Regions from separate parts of the Mus musculus genome. Here all the other regions are linked to region 2. A link is a contact called in public Hi-C and HiChIP or PLAC-seq data. All regions are on one chromosome and are shown on one strand. Each heading gives the region's core, a stretch centred on a gene start, on an enhancer-like site or on the middle of the called end of the contact. The rest is flanking DNA. Distances are from core to core; before and after follow the strand shown.

Evidence for each region. Hi-C and Micro-C count contacts between places; a contact is called where the count stands out from the background. HiChIP or PLAC-seq counts read pairs in DNA pulled down with a chosen protein or histone mark.
Region 1: a Hi-C map of cortical neurons shows a contact between it and region 2, with 1.8 times the contacts expected there. The contact joins two enhancer-like sites. A contact is called at or near these places in 6 of 484 Hi-C or Micro-C datasets (cerebral cortex, cortical neurons, forebrain and 1 more) and 1 of 115 datasets of contacts at active chromatin or transcription factors (VIP interneurons).
Region 3: an H3K27ac HiChIP or PLAC-seq map of VIP interneurons shows a contact between it and region 2, with 6 times the contacts expected there. The contact joins two enhancer-like sites. A contact is called at or near these places in 1 of 15 datasets of contacts at CTCF or cohesin (the NIH/3T3 cell line), 2 of 484 Hi-C or Micro-C datasets (cerebral cortex and embryonic stem cells) and 1 of 115 datasets of contacts at active chromatin or transcription factors (VIP interneurons).

Annotation. Positions count from the first base shown.
Region 1 is chr11:56,797,002-56,800,711 of GRCm38.p6, forward strand. No RefSeq gene overlaps it. Among named protein-coding and RNA genes, the nearest start is that of Gm39826, 72 kb to the left of the region's middle. Within about 2 kb of position 1,535, at least 4 of the 459 cell types and tissues checked have an H3K27ac peak or open chromatin away from gene starts, as enhancers often do. A contact at or near this core is called in cortical neurons, where this site is marked.
Region 2 is chr11:56,167,800-56,171,531 of GRCm38.p6, forward strand. No RefSeq gene overlaps it. Among named protein-coding and RNA genes, the nearest start is that of Gm46260, 50 kb to the left of the region's middle. Within about 2 kb of position 2,007, at least 23 of the 459 cell types and tissues checked have an H3K27ac peak or open chromatin away from gene starts, as enhancers often do. A contact at or near this core is called in VIP interneurons, cerebral cortex and cortical neurons, where this site is marked.
Region 3 is chr11:56,751,170-56,755,283 of GRCm38.p6, forward strand. No RefSeq gene overlaps it. Among named protein-coding and RNA genes, the nearest start is that of Gm39826, 27 kb to the left of the region's middle. Within about 2 kb of position 2,817, at least 27 of the 459 cell types and tissues checked have an H3K27ac peak or open chromatin away from gene starts, as enhancers often do. A contact at or near this core is called in VIP interneurons and cerebral cortex, where this site is marked.

The DNA.
Region 1 (3,710 bases), core at 285-2,784, 630 kb after region 2:
GAAACCATGTGGCAGGGGAGAATAAAAGACCCTAATGAAGCCCATTGCACGGTATGATGACTTTTAAAATTAGTGTGGCTATTAACAAAGCAGCCTAAATGTTGATATACTATCAGCATGTAGTCATTGACCACAGTGACAGAGTTCCTACCTAGTATTTTCATTCAAGTGTGTCATCCACCTGGACCACAATCATCCCCAAGCTCCTTATGGACTCCTCCCTACTCCAATTTATCCCACAGACTCACTTCTGTTTCACATCAGATTACACATGCGCGTGTGTGTCTGTGTGTGTTTCTGTGTGTAACCAAAATCAAGGATTCCAAAATGAGAAAACATGACATTTGTTTTTCTGCATTTAGATTATATTATGTAATATGATGGCTTCCATTTGTTTTCATTTATCCTGAAACACAGTACAATGCTGTTCTTCCTTGTGGCTGAATGAGACTCCAATGTGGATTCAGCCCCCATTCTCATTATCCACTCTTTTGCTGATGGACATCTAGGCTGGTTCCATAACTTAACCATTGTGGTGAGTTCTAGTACAAGCACACATATGTGAGCATCTAGGTGAGATGTTCATTGAGAGTCCTTGGGGCACACTCAGGAGTGTTTTGGCTAAGCCAGATTATAGTATAGATGGTTTTGATCAATCTGGCTTAATTGTGATTGAAATTCATTTAGTCTTTTAGTTCGATGTTTTAAATGGAAAGACCAAGGCCCAGAGAGCGAGAGTCTGCGTAGCTTCATAGAGCTCATGATAAGCAGAGCAGGAGTCACAATAAGACTCTGGTTTCTGGTATTTAGAGAATAACTTCAATGTCAAAAACTATTTGCCTGGTGATAGCTGTGATATTGACCCCCAAACATTATTAATCACAAAAATACTTTCTCCCCTCTACAGTGAGTATCAAGTGCCAGAGAGGTGAGCTTGTTCCTATTACTGCCCAGGCCACTATTACATTAGGCCACTTTAAGCATTTTGTCATTTATTTAAAACTTTAAGGCCGCATCATATGCTCAGCCTGGAGGCAGAGTGAAAACGGATACTCAGGGTGTGCTAGATTCAATTACTGGTTTATTGTGTGTGGTTTGGTCTATTATAAATCAATCCACATAATACGGACTTCTCAATAGCCTTAGAGATGTTTTTGTTGTTTTTTTTTTCAATTTTGTAAAGGAAACAGTAACAATCTATGGACAAATCACAATGTCAACCTTTATTAGAAAAACCCTCTGAAAATATTCTGCTCCGAGCTCTGTCTGGATACTCAGATGTTAAAATAATATTTTTGGCTATATTGAACATGGCTTAATAACATGTTAGGAAATTAGTCATTGAATTCTAGCCATCCTAAGGCATAGATTTTTTTTCCACACAGACTGAGCCCAGTTCTCTCTTAGGCAGCAAATCTTAGGAGGCCCCTGAAAGGGACCAGAAGCTTTCAAGGGATGCTCCAGAGGGGGCCACTTCCCTGGTGTGGTTCTCAGGAGCTTCAGGGATGCTGTGCAGCTGTGATCCTCCCCATCACAGCTATTGTCTGCAGCTTCTCTTGGCTTAGTCAGCCAATTACACAGCAGCCAGACCATTTTGGCTCTGTAAGAAGTTTGGACTTCACTGCATCTCTGCCTTCTTCTCCTTTCAAGCTATTTCCTCTCTTTCTTCCTCCCCTAATTAGGGAAGTTTATAAGCACAAGCAGCTGTAGAGTGAATCGTTTCTAAGAATTCAAGCTGAGAAACCTTTTTCTCCTAGGCAACATTTCATAATTTTAACTTCTGTAGAGACAAAACCATGTTTGTATGGTAAGTATGTGTGTGTGTGTGTGTGTGTGTATAGTGTGTGTGTGTGGGGGGGTGTGGTTTAGTTTTGTTTTGAAACAAATGTAGTCCAGGATGCCGTTGAACTCACAACTCTCTGCCTCAGCTTTCCAATGAACACAAATCATGATACCAGTAACACCATCTTGAGCTCTGACTTTCATTCCCTTTCATTGTCTTTTTCTGTGGCTTTTGTCCAATCATTATGTTTTCCAAAGCCTGACTTAGATGTGGTCCCTACCTCTAGAAACTCTGTCCTCTTTTTGATGTTCCATTCACCTTCAAGAATTTCAGTCCTGTGTTTACCACATGCAGAGGGATTATCCTGGATTGGCCTACTCACCCAAAGGTAGAGATCTAAGGGATTCTTTCAAAGCAACACTGGCGTTTCCAAATGGAACCAGACAGCACACAGCTAACTACCAAAGACTGAATAATTAGTTTTAGTGGCAGATGAAGTGATTTGGCCCATGATTCATTAGGAATGAAGAAACACACACACACACACACACACACACACACACACACACACACACACACCATAATAAGATCATACATTCTCCATAATAAGATCACTGGACACTCAGAAGCAAGAGCAAATTATTTTATGACTTTGCAAAGTTGGCTGTAGACAACAGATTAAGAATGGCAGGGTGTGCTGCAGCAATACAAAAACAGATTTTATAGACAGGTCCCTCCATTCTTTTTCTCATGGGCTGAGTAATAAAGTAAAATCCCACAAATCACCTGCCACTCCTCTTTGTCTGTTTCTCAACAAACAGTCTGCTTGGATTCACCTCTATATTTTACTGGTGTGTGACATTATTCCTGGAGTTGTATGAACAAATGTCTGCTCACCACATATAGACAATTGTTGATCAATATTACCAAGCTCCAACTTGGTGAGCCAATGATTTATTGGAATTACTTATAGGAATGTGGGTGGGTGAGGAACTGCTTACAGGAGCAGAAATTGCTCAGAGACCACTGTATCACCAAAGCCCACCATGGTGTGGGTAAAATCTAATGAACGCTGAAAACCAGGGACACACTGAACAGCCTACAGGCAGCTCGACAGGTTGGAAAGCATCCTTTCTAGAGTCTCAAGTGGCCTGAGCATCTTCCAGGCAGCTCAGCTGATCTCTGACTGTTTAGATGGTTCAGCTTATCTGGAAGTGTTTCTCAGAAGTCCTTACTGCACATGTCTGCTTGAATGGTAATGGTCTAGGGAATCTGATCAGTTTCAGGGACTTCCTGGTACTATTGCATTGTTCACTTCCTGAGCTTAAGCAGCTCTCCTGAAATGTAAAATGTTTACATCTCGTAAGACATTGAGTGAATTATTAAATCGTTATAATAAACTATGGGAGCAGAGCACTCAGAATAAGAAATCACAGGCAGACTGACATTTATGATCTAGGAAGTGAATTGATATGTCCATTAGTGGCCACCAAGAAGCTCGATGCTTACTCAATTCTAAGCACTGAACCCAGTGTCCAGATTCCTAGCTCTAAGTTCTTTCAATCACCATAATGTCTTCCGTGAGAACATCCAAAGTGTTAAAAATGCCTTCTAATCTGAAACCCAACTCAGTCCCTCTCCAGCATGAGCAGAGTTGTGTGTTCATTTCTTTTTTTTTTTTTTTTTTTTTTTTTTTTTTTTTTTTTTCCATTTTTTATTAGGTATTTCGCTCATTTACATTTGCAATGCTATACCAAAAGTCCCCCATAGCCACCCACCCCTTCTCCCCTACCCACCCACTCCCCTTTTATGGCCCTGGCGTTCCCCTGTACTGGGGCATATAAAGTTTGCGTGTCCAATGGGCCTCTCTTTCCAGTGATGGCCGACTAGGCCATCTTTTGATGCATATGCAGCTAGAGTCAAGAGC
Region 2 (3,732 bases), core at 757-3,256:
ATTATTTTCCTCTTTTAGTGTTTATAATAGATCTCCCCCAACCCTCTGCTCTATTTTTGCATGGAAAACGAGTGAATTTAGGCTAAGGGATGTCAAGTGTCACAAGTCTCTGCTTAATGATGCAGAGTTTGCAAGAAATGGAGCTGAGCTTTGACCCCCTGGCTAAGAATGGGTACTTCTGCATCTGGGCTATGAGTGTTAGCAATTGATGCCATCTAACTTCAACAAAAGTGAATATAACTGAGCTTTCTGCTGCCATAATTCTTGTATTGTATATTAATCACCTGCCTGTCCATTTGTGAGGTGGAGTTGTTCCATTTCCTCATCTCTGTATGTGAGGAGGGTTCCAGTGAATGATGGAGGAATTGTGCTCCTCCACAGAAATTTACAATGTTTGAAGCGCATTTTGCTCACGTTCGTCTCTTTATAGAGGAAGGAGAAGTCACCTTTAATTGAGCTTTTTTTGGTGACCTGGTAATAACACCAGATCTGAGGCTATTCTCTTTTGACTGTGTTCACACGCAGATTCATGTCAGGTGATGTGAATGCCCAGTTCAGGACCTAAGGATCCGTCCTGACTTACTGCTGTGGGCAAAGGTTGGTTTTCAGAGTGAATCAAAGCTTCCTTCCTTGGCGGGTAGCTTAGATTGTGTTACAGAAATGGTCTGAGGATGTACTAAGCAATTCTGTAATGTTTGGAACCGGAAATCCAGTGCAGATGGGCCTTTTTTTTAAAGAAAATGTTAAAAAAAGGAGGTAATTTTGACTGTAAATGTCATTATGAAGCTCACTGCTTTGTATAATGAATATAGACTAATAATTTTTTTAAAGATTTATTTTTGGGGACTGGAGAGGTTGCTTATCTTTCAAGAACACTGGAAGCTTTCATAAAGCATATGGGTTTGTTTCCCAGCATGCATGGGGGAGCTCACAACTGTCTATAGCTCTAGCTCCAGGGGATACAATGTTCTTTTCTGGTCTTCATGGACACGTATGTGTGCTTGGTCCTCATACATAAACTCAGGTCCCCATACTCCTTTCAAAGAAGATTTAACTTTTTATTGTGTGCGTGTGTGTGTGTGTGTGTGTGTGTGTGTGTGTGTGTGTGACTGAATGGTACTTGCAGAGGTCAGAAGACAGCATCCATATGATACTCTGGAATTAGAATTAGAGGTAGCTGTGAGCCACTTGATATGAGTACTGGGAACAGAACTTGGGTGCTCTGCAACAGCAGTGGGCAGTCCTATATGCTGGGCCATCTCTCTAGACCCTGGTAAAACATTAAAATAAAGAGATGCTTTATAAAACCCAAAGGAGAAGCCAATCCCATCATAAAGTGGAAGAAGCTGAAGGGAGGGGATGGGGTCTCATTGACCCCCGTGGATCTAAGGTTCTGGGGTAGAATGTTGGCGCTGTCCATTTTTGGTTTCATAATAGGATGCATGATTGCATTCAAAGTACAGACACTGTGGTTTCTGATATTATTTTTGTCCCTGCTGAGATCAGAAAAAACAGTGATTTTCACTAAAAGCCCAACAACAGTTCTCTCCTCTACAACTCTAAGCCTCACCAATGGCAGTTCCTAGGTATTTTTCTCTCTCCTCTCTGCACTGACACTCTAATCATGATGATGGTAGTTTAAATAAAGCAGTAATAACGACTCACAAGAAGCTCTCAGTCCCCGGACTAGAAGAAAAGATGCCGCATTTGGGACTCTTAGGGTCTAACAAGGATGATTTTCTTGCTGTTGACTTATATGAAAGAGCTTATTGAGTAGGTTGGTGACAGCTCAGAGGAAACTGAAATGTATGTGAACAGTGGAGTCGACATCTGAGAACGCCCCTGTGTTGTTCACTGGAGGCAAGAAACATAGACTGCAGATTGTAGCAACTGCTAGACAAAGGGTGCTTACCAATATTGCTGGGCGAGCCTAGCACACACTGCTGTGGGCGAGCAAGGAGAGCTGGCTCGGACCTGGAGAGAACCCAAGTATCAGCGAGCAGCCATCTGGAGGATTCAGGCCTTCACAATGTGGCAATCAGATTCTCTTAAGAACTGATTGCTGGGCTTGTTAACTGGGAGGAACTGCGAGCAGTGTGTCTAATCATGGCCCGAGAACAACTTCTAGTAAATACGGACTTAGGAAGGAAAAACACTGAAGGCATCAATCTGCATCTATTGTGTCCGAAAAGGTCAGCGGCTCACTCCTTCCTTCCTGAGCTCTACAGCCCTCAGCCCTCGCCAGTGTCTACCTTCTGCTTTCCATAGCTAATTCCTGCTCTTTGGATCCTGTTTGCAGAGGGATACCAGTGGCTTAGAGAGCAGGGAAGGGTAATGGGATGTGTACCTTGGAGCTGGCTGTAATTAGTGCTTATGTTTGGGGAAGCACGGCATCCCTGGATGAGGAGTTACTGTAATTCAGGTGACAGACTGAGAAATATTCCCAGCTCATTTTTAAAGCATGGCACAGCTAAGGAGAATGAACATAATATCCCTCAAGTCAGGTTACAGGACAAACTGGAGGCATCTGCTTATACTCATGATCCCAGGAGTCCTTGGGAGTAGATGAGGGATGAGGGATGAAGGATGAGGGATGAGGGATGAGGGATGAGGGATGAGGGATGAGGGTCTTTTGAAGTCATAGGTTTAGGACCTTGCTGGGCAGCAACAGAAGCTGAGAATTCTATCCCCAAAATGAAAATAGAGAACTAATAGGTATGTGGTACCTAAGGTTCTGGCCAAGAAATGTAGTAGATAGCTTCAAAGTCATATCGAATATTGCTCATTCTCTCTCTCTCTCTCTCTCTCTCTCTCTCTCTCTCTCTCTCTCTCTCTCCCTCTCTCTCTCCCTCCCTCTATCTCTTAAGAGACTACATAATGTTATTTACACATACATGGGCTTGAATTTTGAATTATCTCTGTAGCCATCCTTCTACTGACATCATTACTTGCTTCCCTCTCTCTTACAACCACCAACCACTCCAGCTCCAGGGGATCTGATGCCCTCTTTTGGCCTCCAAGGAAAACATGCACGCAGACTTATGAAATTAAAAATAAAAACTGAAAACAAGGAAGCATTTTATTCCCTAGTATTTCTTTCTGTAGTTTCTTATCCATTTTGTTTTCGTTTCCCAGATTCCAAGCACAGGAGGAAAACCTGTGGTATTTGTCTCTGCAGGTCTTGCTTATTTCATGTAGCATGAACCTTCAGTTCCATCCATTTTCCTGCTAATGAGAAAATTTCATTCTTCTTTGTGGCTGAGCAAAAAGTCCCCTGTGTCTATGTACCAAATCTGATCCCCACATTCTCTGATGAGCTCCAAAGGCTAATTTCATAGTTTAGCTATTGTGGATCGCTCTGTAATAAACATGGCCACTCTTTTACAGGGCAGAAAACAGCAACCCAGGACTGTACAGAGAAACCTGTGGTCAGCCTATGAGTAGGTAAACTTGGAGCCTGGTCAGCCAAACAACTTTTTGTTGGCAGGGTTTTTGTGTGTGTGTGCTTCCTAAATTTAATGTTAATCAGAGCCAATCTTGACAGGCCCATCCTTTAGGGAACTTTTAGTCTAAAGATAAAAAAAGAAAAGGGTATTGATGATGATGGTGACACATGATTCTGGGAGTGGAAATGTAGCTTGGGGGTTGAGTGCATGAGCACGTACCGCTCTATAGAGGACCTGAATTCAGTTTCCAACACTCAAATCAGGCAGGCATCTCACAACCACCAGC
Region 3 (4,114 bases), core at 1,567-4,066, 580 kb after region 2:
TCATTGTCACCCAAAGTTGACACTCTACGAAAGCACTTAGGTCACCTTAAGTAAATTTGGGGATAACTTCTGTTGCTAGGGACTCAGGATCACCATGATGAGCCTCATGAAATCCCATAGTTCATTTCGAGGTCACTGTGGTCAGATGAATGCTAGGATGCCCTCTGGAAAGTGATACTCTCTAGGGAAAGGACCCATCTAGCATGGTTCTTAGGGAGAAGATACCAAGAAATTCTGAACATTTGAGACATCAAATAAAGAATGATTTTAGTGTAGTGATCATGATACCTCCAGTTCCTTGATCATATCAGCTGAGAGAGAAAGGGAGAGAGAGAGAGAGAGAGAGAGAGAGAGAGAGAGAGAGAGACTGAGACTGAGACTGATTGGGGGATGGGAGTAAGTAACATGGCCTGAAACCTGAAGGAAGTAATTCCTGCATTGGTCTGTATATGATTCAGACAGAAGCAGGCACATCATTAGAAAATCCTTCCTCCAAAATGGGCAACATTACACTGGCTGTAGTGGCACATGCCTTTAATCCCCAAATTCAGGAGGCAGAGGCAGGTGGGTCACTCTGAGTCTGTGGCCAGCCTAATCTTCATAGTGAGTTCCAAGAGAGAAAGACAGAGCAGATAGTGAGATCCTGTCTTGGAAAAAAAAAATAGCAGGATTTTTTTTTTAAAAGAAAGGAAGGGAAAAAAAAGAAAAGAAAAGAGAAAGTGGGCAATATTGTAGAGCCCGATATGTATTTGTTAACAAACTTTATACATCTGAAGAGGCCTAAGAAAAAGAGGCCTGAACAGGAGCTGCTGGGGTAGGGGGTAGCCCATGTAAGCCCTCAAGCCAGCTGGTTAATCTCCCCATCCTTGATCTGGCCTGCTGGCTCTCATTTGCCTCTGATGTAAGCCATAAGTAATTAAATCACAGCCCTGGCTCTCTGTTGCTAAAACGGACCGAGTTTTAAAATAGATGCCCTGGCAGACTCTTATGGGTCTGGGCTTTTCATCCAGTTCTGATAAGCTCCTTGCTACCCACTGTTCCTCTCTCCTCTGCTAACTGCAGTCTGTGAGCTGGTCCTTTGGATCTCAGCGATGCAGGCAGCAACGGCGGGTCATACCAGAGCCAGAACACATCACTAAGATTCTTAGTCCAGGAGGAGATGGGGTTAATCTTCACGTTGGATAAACTTGCCAACCTAGAGCCACCCAGCAAACTGTATGATTTTACAAAATCTGCAGCAGTAACAGGAGCCTACAGCTGGAGTCTTAGCTTGGCACTAAGCTATCCACTTTTTCTCTCTGGTTTTGAAAGGAATTTAGTAAGTACATGTCATTATCAATGGGGAAAAAAAAGATTCACACAGAGAACCACGAACACTCCTTGGGTTCTTTCTGTGCCAACAGTAATTAATGGGTAACCAGAGTTCACTATGTCCTGGGTTCTAAGCTAAGGTCACCCTTACTTAGGAGCACAACATTATCTCATTCTGTCTTCTCAAAACTGCCCACACTTCACACTCAGAGGTGAGAGCTGGAAGCTTCACACCTAGAGCGCACACACCACCAAGTTCTGAGCCCCGGGCCTTGCCACAGAAGCTTGCCTCTGAATGACGGCTGTGTCAGTCTCCTGGGTCAGAGTCTGCTCATTGTTCTGCTCATTTGGCTTGGAGAGCCTTGTACCTGTCTCTTCCTCCTGTCCATCAAAACAGCACCTGGGCACCTGTCAAATGCTCAAGCATCCTCCCCAGGCCTCAGAAAGCAGAAGCTAACCACCCCCCATGCTACCCAAAGAAAGCACACAAGAATGCTCTGACCTTGTGGGATCCCTTGTAGACATAACTCTTGGAATTAGGAATGCCTTTCAGGGTCTGGGGAGATGGCTCAGTTAGTAAAGTCCTTGCTGGACAAGCATGAGATCTGTGTTCGATATTCAAATCTCATTTGAAAAAGCCTGGATTAGTGATGCACCCTTAGTCCCAGCATTAGGGGTGGGGAAGCTGGATCTTTAAGGTTTCCTGTCTATGTAATTCAGCCTAACTATCAAGTTCCAGGATAGTGATAGAACCTGTCTCACAAAACAAGGGGACAGCTCTTGAGGAGTGACACCCAAGGTAGACCTCTGGCTCCCATCTCACATACACACTAGTATATGTACCCACACAGAGAGATGTATCTACACATGATCACATGTTCTCTCTCTCTCTCTCTCTCTCTCTCTCTCTCTCTCTCTCTCTCTTTCTCTCTCTCTCTCCATGAATATTCAGTCAAATATTCTGAGTTACTAGAAAAGAAACTGAGGCTTAATAGGTGACTCGACCCATCCAAGTTCTAGAGCCTTGAAAGCTACAGCAGGCTCTTATGCTCTGGACAAAAGTACAGGGGAGAAAATGAAAGCATCTCTCACCTTACTCCTCTTCCTGGTCTCATTGTCCTCACCAAGCCCCATCCTAGGTCTTAGTTCCTAGGGAACTGCTGTTCTACATGCAAACCACCAAATGACCACAGGGATGTGGGTGATTTTGGGTCATCACCATGGTGCATTTCTTACTCTTATTAGATTTGGATCCAGTCAGGAAGATGGAAGAAAAGGAATTACATTCAGAGAGTTGGTATTTTTCCTCCTGTTAAATTGAGCTGTGGGAGGTATGATATGCTGAACTGGTACATTTTAAAAGACAAAACCCCTAATGTTTTAAGGAGTGTTTTCTCCCCATTAACATGTTGCTTAGCAACATTTTTACAATATCAGCAGCTGTGTGACTTGGAGCTGAATGAATGTCTAGAAATGCAGAAAGAACCAAACAGGGGAACGCAGGGCCCTGGTAGCATGCTGCCTTTGTTAGGGAAGATGGGGGTGTCCTCCAACATGGGACACAGGCGGCCCGTGCTTCCTTCCAATTCAGTTAGACATTGTCAGCTGACCACTTTGAGAGTTGGGTTCTGGTTTTAGCTACATAAATTTTTACCAATTTTTATGTGATGAAAAGCTTCAAATACATACAAAAATAGAACAGTGTTATGAACTCTTTTATATCTATTACAAAGCATTAACATTTTGCAATTCACGGCCCATCTTCTTTTACTTATTTTCCCTACTTCATCTTCTTTAGAAGTCAAGATGTATCGAATATCTATCATTTCATCCATGAATATGTCTTATGTCAGTCTCAGGAAGGAAGGGCTTTGTAAAAATAAAGCACAATTATGTCATCCCATCAAACCAAAAGTTACCAGCTTGTCTTGTGATGTCACCGAAGGATGAATGAGAGAGGCAGCTTCCAACTCTCTGGGGTTTCTCATTTACATTACAGGGAAGACCTCAGTAAGTGAACAAGGCGGTCACTTCTCTGTGCCTCCACTTCACTTGATCATCATCATCATCATCATCATCAACAACAACAACAATAACAACAACAACAACAACACCTGTGTACTATGTCCTGCAAAGCCTCCTGGAATTAGAGTAACACATTTTTGAGGGTTTAGTTTTTATTTACTTACTTATTTATTTCCAAATAATGTTGGTCTTTCCAGACTACTGAGTTTGGTGCTCACAACCAACAGTCTCTAACTCCTGTTCTGATGGCCTCTATAGACACCTTCACAAACACACACACTACAAACACACACACGCGCGCTAACTCCTGTTCTGATGGCCTCTATAGACACCTTCACAAACACACACACTACAAACACACACACGCGCGCGCACACACGCACACACACAATACGTACATATACACACTTCCACACACGCATAAACACCACATGCACACAAAAGAAAAGAAGAAGTAAACTTGATCAGATTGAAAATTGATCTCTTGGTGAAAGAATCAAGCAATGGGATTGAAAGGTCAGCATTGTGCTCTGAGCAGAGAGATGTGAATAACGGACATGTTTTTGCCCAAAAGTGGAGCCTCTGGCATGGCCTTCACTTTCCTTAGCACCTTTACAGTTTGATTTTCAGATGCCACTCATAATATTTTTTTTCCTTTGCTCAGTCCTTCCATCCTTTCTCTATCCCTTGGCTCTCTGAAAGATGTCTTTCTGGAGCCAATAGCATTTTCCTCTCTCTTTTATTAACTACTCAGAATTTTGTTTCTGGTTTTGCTGCT